2 separate regions of the Danio rerio genome follow, and region 1 is linked to region 2. A link is a contact called in public Hi-C data. All regions are on one chromosome and are shown on one strand. Each heading gives the region's core, a stretch centred on a gene start, on an enhancer-like site or on the middle of the called end of the contact. The rest is flanking DNA. Distances are from core to core; before and after follow the strand shown. Region 1 holds the start of rnmt (RNA (guanine-7-) methyltransferase). Region 2 holds the start of seh1l (SEH1-like (S. cerevisiae)).

Region 1 (4,804 bases), core at 1,997-4,496, 240 kb after region 2:
CTTATTCTGATCTGCATTTATTCAAATATATATTTAAAATAATATGTGAACAAGCAAAATATTTTTCATTCATTCATTTTCTTTTCAGCTTAGTCCCTTTATTATCAGGGGTCCCCACAGTGGAATGAACCACCAGCTTATACAGCATATGTTTTAAGCAGTGGATATCCTTCCAGCTGGAACCCATCCTTTATTATCAGGGGTCCCCACAGTGGAATGAACCACCAGCTTATACAGCATATGTTTTAAGCAGTGGATATCCTTCCAGCTGGAACCCATCACTGGGAAACATCCATACACTCTTGAAATCACACACATACACTGCTGACAATTTAGCTAATCCAATTCACTTAAACCTCATGTCTTTGGACTTGTGGGGGAAACCGGAGCACCTGGAGGAAACCCACGGCAACACATGGAAAACATGCAAACTCCACAAAAAATGTTAACTGGCACAGCCAATGTTTGAACCAGCGACCTTCTTGCTGTGAGGCGACATCACTACCTACTGCGCCACTCTACATTTAAATGTAAATCACTGCAAATTTCTGACTTTTTGGCAATTGCGCAAAACGCAGTGGTTTTAAATTTCGTGGCAAAGTATTAAGAATTAAAATTATAATGAATTAGTATTTTGTGGTTGCACTGCGAGTGTTAAATACATAAAAAATATGTCAATTTAACATTTGGAGAAATTATTTTTTTTTAAACTTTCTAAATCACACCATCCTCTGGTTTTTAATTTCTGCTTGACAATGGTGTTAATGAACACCTAATACAAAGACACTTAACAATTTTTCCCGTATCTATCAAACAGTTATTTTAAACATGTACAAACCTTTGGGCAGCACTGCACGTTTTTTAATTGATAATATGTATGGTATACAATTACAAAGTTGAACTGTAATTTATTTATTATTGACATTAGACAATTATGAATGCATATGAAGAATACATGACGTGAAATATGATATTGCAAATTAATAAACATCTTTAGTAACTAAAGAGCAAACACTTATTAATATTTTATAATGTGCTTTAAAGCATGCTTTCAACAGGGACACTGGTGATTTTATTTAACAAGTTAACAGACAAACCCTGTAGAAACCCAGCAAGCTTTTTCTGTTTTTAAAAGATTTCTTTGCTTAAACAAGGCTAAATTTGGGCTGTCAGTGAAAATCCAACAGACGTTTAAGAATAGGCCACATCTAGACTAATCATCAAATAAACAGATATGAATGACAACACATACTGTATATAGTCTGTCTAATCTGTCTATTTTTGGGCTATTCTTGGATGTTTATTACTGACAGCTCAAGTTAAGCCTTGTTTTAGCCAAGCTGTCTACGTTTAGATGTCTATTAAACACAAAATTGTTTGCTGAGAAAATTATAAACATCGGACATAATATCAGTATTTCCTACCTTCAATATGCCATCAATAAGGACGTCACTGGTCTTGGTTAAACAGCTGAAAAATGACAGAAATATATAAGCTGCACATTCTCAGAAGACCACTTATAAATAATACAACATGGACCGACTTCCTAAAATCAATTGCATAAAAAAAACTCCTGACAAAACTTGTGCTACGATGGTCACCAAACGTGAGTCAGCTAGCTTTGCTAAGTGGTGTCCACCTATCCGAACAGCTATACTGATCAAAGTTTCACTCGTTTTTAGTGTAAACAAACAGAAACGATGATCGGAAATATGTACAGCTACATACGTGAGAGCTGAGATCCAACATGATGTGATTTCGCCAACATAAACACATTTTATTCATGTCCCTTCTGTCATTCAGAGAATTCCTCAGCAGACGCAGCGACATGACACATGGTGACTGAGCTCGCAGTGTGTTGTGGGAAATATAGTTCAGCCGTGCTGCGAGAACAACTGTTGTATAAGAGGCCAAAGCTCTGTGGAACTATGTTTCCCACAATGCGTAACAATGTCGCGAGTGATTACCATTTGAACGTGTATATTGCAGCATTGTATTAAAATCCCCCAGATTCGACTTTTTACCTACATAATATTTATAAAAATTTGTAATTTTTCTCCATCCAAGCTCCCTATAAAACTTTAAATTTCATGAACAGGCTCCTTTTCTCATGGAAATTATTTTGACATCACAATGATAAATACAATACAAAAACAAAAGAAAAATTACAATTATTCAAAGAGAAGAGTTAAGGCTTCAGGATATTCTTTTTAATTCTCCAATAGATAAAATTAATTGGAAAAAAATGGCTCATACCTTACAAGTTTTGAGTTCCCAACAAAGTTAAAGAAATTACACTTTAAAGCGTTACACAACATCTACCCCACACAAACGAGATTGTATCTAAATTTTGTAATTCTAATTCAAATTGTGTATTTTGTAACTTGATTGATCATCTTTTTGTCAAAGGCCCACGTTAAAGTGTTTTGGTCTGATTTATCCATCTTTTTTTACATCAAAATGTAAGTTTAACATAATTTTTTTCATCTGTTACTTTTCTCATGACAAACATGACGTAGAACTTCGAGGCAATTTATTTATTTTATTGGGTAAATATTATATTCACAAATGTAAATTTTCTTCATCATTACCTAATTGGCAAGATTTTCTTTGTGACTTAAATAGTTTAATTGCTAATTTACAAAACAGTTTACAGCAAAAAAGTGTAAAAATGTTATAAGAACTTATTATTAAGTTATAAGAAAAATTATTTAATTTGATGGTTTGCCTCTGTACCCTGTTTTTTTATTATCTTATTTTATTATTATCGCTATTTATTTCTATATAGTTTTCCTTGTTTATTTTTGTACTTGATGTCAAAACGATTTGTGGTATATATATGATGGTTAATATGATTGTATTGTTAAAACACAATAAAAAAGTTGCATTTAACATTGTCATAACTATGAAAATAATGAAAATATAATTTTTATATGAAACAAACAATACTTTACATTGAATTATGGCTAGCGTAACCTTTCGTATGGGCTATAAAATTACACTGTGTATTTATGTAGTCAGTTTATCTCTGTTTTTATGATGTCGCACTTAACGTTAGGCTGTTTAGAATGACACTTCCATAAACTGAAAGTAAAAAGAGCAAAGTTAGAGGCTCTGAATTAAACTAGCTACACATAAAATGACAACAATGCTTGCACAATACATAATGCAGTGTATACATGAGTAACATGAGGATCGCTGCGCATGCCGGTCCTCTAAGCGGCGCTGTGTTCGTCCCTTCAAATAAAATACTGCAGTACAGCTCCGCGAAGAGCGCTGCTAGTGGATGCATGATGGCGCAAAACTCAAGTGAGTGAAGCAACATAGATTCAGTCTTCAGCGATCTGTCTGTCACATAATCATGCTGTCGAAAACATAAACTTTTAATATGACTTCTAATGTTTGTCTCATACTAAGTTCAAGCAGCCGGAGTCAGTCTCTTTGCTGCTGAAACACGTGTCGAGATAAACGCTTGACATGAGCTCTTGTTATCAACGCAACACTCACGCAGTGCAATTTAGTGTTCTATCAACTTAAACCTCTATATTCTGCGCATTTCTTTATATTATGTTTCCCCATGTGGTAATTTGCGCTGTTTTATAGACGAATTCAAACTGTAAAGCATAGATGCTAATTCTCTGTGTGTTCAAAGGATTGTTCGAGATGGACAGTCCGTATGCTGATGCTAAGGTCGATAAGGACAGCATAGGATCATCTTTTGATAGTTCACAGACTTCAACTTCATCATCCTCCTCATCAGTGAAGAGACGGCGGGACGGTGATGAAGAGGATGACGATCACTCCCCCAGTAAAAAGCTGGTTAGTTCATGTTTCCTTTATATGTTAGTACTGAGCTTTATAGTTGGTTTTAAAATGTTTTTTTTGTGATCTTGGTCATCATGGTTTTCATTATTTGTCAGAAATAAACTGTGAGGCACAGAAGTAGAGTTTATTTCATTGGAACGTGACTTTTAAAAGTAATGCTTAACCCTATTGATTTCTCTATAAAACGTAACTAATTGCGTTACTTAATTGCTATTTGTGGAGAGGAATGCATTATAAAACCTGCAAAACCCCTTCACTGAGAAGTATAACACTGACAAGATACTTGATCTGAGCATGACTGATGCTAATGTTTTGTTATGCAGATGAACAACAACAAAAAGTGTATTAAAAATTACATTTGAGTGATGCTGCTTTAAATGAAGAATATACAATCACTAGCCAGTCTTAAACTATACTATTCAGGGGCATTATTTGACAATGGTCTTTTATTAGCAAATAATAACGTTTGTAGCTATACACATATTTTATGTTGTGTTTCAATTGATGTTTAATTATTTATGCGATTCAGAATACTATATAAACATGGTTTCCGCTACATTCAGTCTTCCATGGCGGGACGCCACACCAAAATTCATCCTGTCAGTGTTACATTACAGCTTCTTATTCAAAACATTCAGTCATTGCTGTTGTTGTTTTTTAATAGCAAGTTATAATCGCACCAAAACGAATTAAAAGGTTAGTGAATTATAACAGCGCAAATTTTTCTGTAACCGTAGTTGTGCTTTGCGTTATTTGGTTAACTCTATAAGGTGACATACTGACTGACTGACAGGTGCGCGGGGCCAGCAAACATGACATAGCTTTTAGTTAAGATGAACACAGTTTCCATAATTCTACTTTATCATGCTGGAGTTTATAGTCGTTTCACTTTACTTCAGAACACATTAATGCCGCTCTGTAGGTCTATTGGAGACATTCATAAATATTCCTAGCAAATCTTATAAATGTTGGACACATA
Region 2 (5,302 bases), core at 440-2,939:
AAGGATTGTTTACTTTTGTCCACATTGGCTGAAATCCTTAAGCATCCAAAAAAGTGCAGATAAATAGTCAACATGCGATTGGATAAAAAAAAGTAAATGTATTAAAGGGCTGCATGGTGGCGCAGTGGGTAGGATGATCGCCTCACAACAAGAAGGTCGCTAGTTTGAGCCTCGACTGAATCAGTTGGCATTTTTGTTCTTCTCCAGGTTTCCTCCTGGTGGTCCGGTTTTCCCCACAAGTCTAAAGACATGCTATAGGTGAATTGGGTAGGCTAAATTGTCCATAGTGTGTGTGAAAAAACGTGTATGGATGTTTCCCAGTGATGGGTTGCGGCTGGAAGGGCACCCGCTGAGCAAAACATATGCTGGATAAGTTGGCAGCTCATTCTGCTGTGGTGACCCCAGATTAATAAAGGGACTAAGCCGAAAAGAAAATAAATGAATGAATGAAATGTAATCAATTGTATTTTCTAAAGTTCTCTTTAAACGGATTATAATTGAGCATCTTTATGACATTTCATAATCAATTTGTTATAGACTTTGGAATGCAGGTAAATTAAATGGCTGAATGAACTGAGCAATATTCATATTAATGATAAACTTAAACATATTTTCAACACATGAAAGTTTCTTTTGAAACTTTTACAATGTGTGTGTGTGTGTGTGTGTGTGTGTGTGTGTGTGTGTGTGTGTGTGTGTGTGTGTGTATGTGTGTGTGTGTAGAAACTCACATTCACAGCGGATGCCCTTGATGCCCTTCCAGCTGCAACCCATCTCTGGGAAACATCCATACACACTCTTTCACACTCATACGCTACAGACAATTCAACCTATCCAACCTGTAGCGCATGTCTTTGGACTGTGGGGGAAACCAGAGCACCTGGAGGAAACCCACGCAAACGCAGGGAGAGCATGCAAACTCCACACAGAAACACCAACTGACCCAGCCAAGGCTCGAACTAGCGACCTTCTTGCTGTGAGGCGACAGCACTGCGCCACTGCATCACCCACTAATGATAATACAAATTTTATTTACAAATCTATTTTTAAATACGGTAAAATGGACTAGTAGTTCTTTTCTTTCTGTACAATGTACAGTTGAAGTCAGAATTATTAGCCCCCCTTTGATTTTGTTTTTATATTCTTTTTTTTAATATATTTCTTAAATGATGTTTAAAAGAGCAAGGGAATTTTTACTGTATGTCTGATATTTTTTTTTCTTCTGGAGAAAGTCTTTTTTGTTTTATTTCAGGTAGAATAAAAGCAGTTTTTAATTTTTTCTAAAACCATTTTAAGGTCAAAATTATTAGCCCCTAGAACAAACCATGGTTATACAATAATTACCATAACCTGCATAGTTAACCTAATTAACCTAGTTAAGCCTTTAAATTTCTCTTTAAGCTGTATAGAAGTGTCTTGAAAAATATCTAGTCAAATATTCTTTACTGTCATCATGACAAAGATAAAATAAATCAGTGATTAGAAATTAGTTATTAAAACTTATATTTAGAAATCTATTGAAAAAAATCTTTCTCCGTTAAAAAGAAATGGGGGGGGGGGGGGATAAACGGGGCTAATAATTTAGGGGGCTAATAATTCTGACTTCAACTGTACATGAACCATTGAAATTGCATATCCCGGTACAGTAGGCGGCGGTATACACATAAACAATTACACCATTTTTTTGTAAGGCTTGATAGGAGACTTGCAGTAACTCCGCTAGTGCAATAGATGGCAGTAAACTGTGTTCGACTGCAGTATTAAAGCAGCGAACAACGAATTCGAGTGAAGAAACATGGCACCGTAGAGCTCGATGTTTCTGCTAAAGTTTGAACAAACCCCCTTCTGCTGATTCTTTTTCTAAACTGTAGGATATATTTTACAAGCCTAATTAATAGTTAGTTTCCATGCAATATGTTTGTTGCGAAAAGCATCGCAGCGGATCATAAAGATCTGATTCACGATGTCTCCTACGACTTCCATGGACGGAGGATGGCGACCTGCTCCAGTGATCAGAGCGTCAAGGCAAGAAAACTAAAGTCGAATTCAGATTTTTTGCTTGTTCATTGTCCATAAACCCAATAAGCTGCCAATATAGACTCTATTCAAACAACCATAGTTTTTGAGAGACAACAATAGTCTTCTTCCAAGTTAAGTTACAGTTTCTGCAATAACGACATAATAACGTTGTTTACGGATTGTGAATATGTTTAAAGGTGTTTGTCTCTCTGTAAGCAGACTTATAAGCCATTTTCTACTTGTCGTTAATGCACACAGACATTTAAAGCTGATGTACAGCGGTTCTTTATCACATGTTTAAAACTGTCCCTCATTATAATTGTTTTTATTATTATACTGTTGTAGGTCTGGGATAAAGGTGATGATGGAGAATGGCACTGCACTGCTAGTTGGAAGGTATGAGCTGTTGTTTTGTATGTGCTTTAAAAGTATGAATTTTAGGTTTTAATATAGATTTGTTTGTCATATTTTGCAAAGATGCATATAACTCAAGCAAAAAGTGAAATCTAACTATTTGACCTATACGTTGACAGGTTGGTGTAAAAATAATCAGAAATTTCATACCTATATTTATTTACCCCTTTTAGAGTACTAATTGAAATGCTCATTATGATAAAAACTGGGCTTTCTGAACTTTTATGGTTAAAAAACATGCAATCAGTGCTTTTTCAAAGGTTTGAAATATACTTGCAGTTGTGGCTGGATTGAAACACTTTTTACCTTCAGCACATAAATAGTTGACTATAAGTGATAAACAAAACATAATTTGATTTTAACCATATTTTATTATTATCTGTTTTGAACTTTTCTTTTCAATGGGCTAAAGTAAAAAAAAAAACACTGTTGAAATAAATAAATAAAAACGTTAACTATTTCTCTTTTATGCTTTTTCCCTAATAAACACTATAAAAGCATTAGAGATGTATAAAATATGTAATATATCGACATCATCAAATTAATAAAATACACAGCAGAGCAGATGAGAAGTAAAAGACAGGAAAATTAATAAAAACAGAAAATATCTCTAAATAATTAAAATAGTTAGAATAAAACCTGTCGATTATATAGTTGATTACCCATTTCTAATGTTGTATAAATGTTCTGCAGCCAGTTTAGATGTAATTCCGTCCTCTGAGTATTTAGCAAAGTTTTTATGAGTCGTTGAGATAAAGGAATTAATAATTTAATATTTCTCTTGCGGCTGTTTGCATAAAATAACAGTTTAGAAAACGAAAGCAAAACCAATTTCCGGACATTTTAGTAGATCTAGAAATCCCGGCCGGTCGCAAAAAGGTACATGTCTCTGTTGGTCTGCAGAGCACATGAGACTACTTTTCAACTACTTAATCATTCGTGAATTTTTGTTTATATTATAAAATATACAAAATAAATGTGTCACTAAATATTAGGGTTGGGCATCTAAGCTATAATGCCGATCCGATACGCATCTCGATACAAAGAATACGATCTGATATATTAGCGATACATTTGTGACATTGCGATGCAACACGATACGATTTACACCCATATCACGATACAATGCGATAATTCAGCACTAACTAATTAGTTCAAGTTTATGAGATGATGTGAAAGAGGATGCTGTGCCATTGAATGAGTTTGATTGATTATTTATTAACCAAGCAAAACCAAGACTTTTTTTTACAAACTGGCTTTTCTCTCAGAGCCAGAGTGTCAGTTTACAGTAGAGGGCCATTTTAGAACCTATAGCAAATATTATTTAAGTATTTTCAAGATAAACAGAATGTATAAGTGCAATATATATTAAAATATTTATATTTGCACTCTTTCAACATAAAGGTTGAGCATTGCACAACAAGAATTGTGATTTAACTTTTCAACTATGAAAACAAGTTTTACAAAGATATATTTTGCCACTGATTATTCAAAACTTAAGGTTGTGAACTAGCAGTGTTATGCTGCTTTGAAACATCACTTGCACTGTAAACAACAGGCTAATAAAAATATAACAAACCAGCAATCTTCTTGCTGTGAGGTGGTCAAACTACCCACTGTGCCACCGTGACACCCATTATTTTTATCATTATTATTATTAATATTATTATTATTATTATAATTAAATAAAAATTAACAGAAGGAGGTGTTCAAAACCTTCGTTCTCCGTGACACTAGGCTGAATATCTTTGCAGATGAACAGGGCCGGCACGTCCATAGAGGCGACCTAGGCGGCCGCCTAGGGCGGCAGTATAGAGAGGGCGGCGTCCGCAACACCCCCCCCCTTACCACCCGCATCCTCAGTTATGTCCGCGACACCTCCATCAGCGCCCGCTTGTCCTCAGTTATATCCGCGCATAGGGTGGCAGAATAGAGGTCCGCGACACCCGCGTCCTCAGTTATATCCGCGTATAGGGCGGAAGAATAGAGATCCGCGACACCCGCGCGTCCTCAGTTATATCCGCGCATAGGGCGGCAGAATAGAGGTCCACTGGAAGATGCTTTCACAACAACACCGAGGCGCCGCTTCAAGTGAGATTTCAGATTAGTCGTACTGCCCGCGTATTTTATAGATGCGCGGCACATTTTGCAAATTGCATCTGTCCTGTCATGTCGTCCATCCTTAAATCCATAATGTTGCCATACTTTAGATTTAAAACTCAGTGGGGAATAAAATGTTTGTTTTGCTTCTCGCGCTTTCTGAGGGCGCACCACTAGCTTCATCCGCACACCTGATACAGTTGTAGTGTAAGTGCACACATCCGCAAATCCGTTATCCGTTAAATTATGCGCCAAAAACAGGTTGACAACACTTGTTAATAAATAAAAAATACATTCTATATTAAAAATATAAGCTGTATCTTGGAAAAACCGATACATCTCGCAAAAACCGATGCATCTCGATTTGCTTCCAAAATTTCATTCATCCTCTGCTGCTCTACCGATGCACTCGCATCGTGCACGCGCATGACCGCGTATCGATACATATCGATTAATCTTCCCATCCCTACTAAATATACTTGGCCGACTGATAATATACCTGGGCAGCCCGCCCAAGTAAAACCTATGTGTGGAAAGCACTGTGTAATAATCAATGACTTTATCATATATGGCTCTTCGCCTAATAAATGGATAAAATACATCGAAAAATACATAATAGTTTTGAAGTGTATTATATTTTAGATTAATAAACACTTGCATACCAGTGCGTAAATCCTAGTGTGAAGGACAGTGGCAATAATTGATGGTAGATTTTACGTTAACATATATATTTATAATTTTGTCTATTATTGTGATTTCTGTCTGTCTG

The links. A called contact is a pair of places that touch in the nucleus more often than the background predicts.
Region 1: a contact with region 2 is called in a Hi-C map of hematopoietic stem cells, with 4 times the contacts expected there. The contact joins the promoter of rnmt here to the promoter of seh1l in region 2. A contact is called at or near these places in 1 of 18 Hi-C or Micro-C datasets (hematopoietic stem cells) and 2 of 4 datasets of contacts at active chromatin or transcription factors (caudal fin and embryo).

The regions. Positions count from the first base shown.
Region 1 is chr19:13,752,514-13,757,317 of GRCz12tu, forward strand. It overlaps rnmt (RNA (guanine-7-) methyltransferase), which reads left to right and starts at 3,247. Exons shown (of 11, transcript NM_001045000.1): 1 at 3,247-3,309; 2 at 3,653-3,819. The coding sequence starts at 3,291. It overlaps fam210aa (family with sequence similarity 210 member Aa), which reads right to left and starts at 1,844. Exons shown (of 5, transcript NM_001044994.2): 1 at 1,729-1,844; 2 at 1,425-1,470.
Region 2 is chr19:13,509,557-13,514,858 of GRCz12tu, forward strand. seh1l (SEH1-like (S. cerevisiae)) reads left to right here and starts at 1,690. Exons shown (of 9, transcript NM_199923.2): 1 at 1,690-2,025; 2 at 2,365-2,415. The coding sequence starts at 1,915.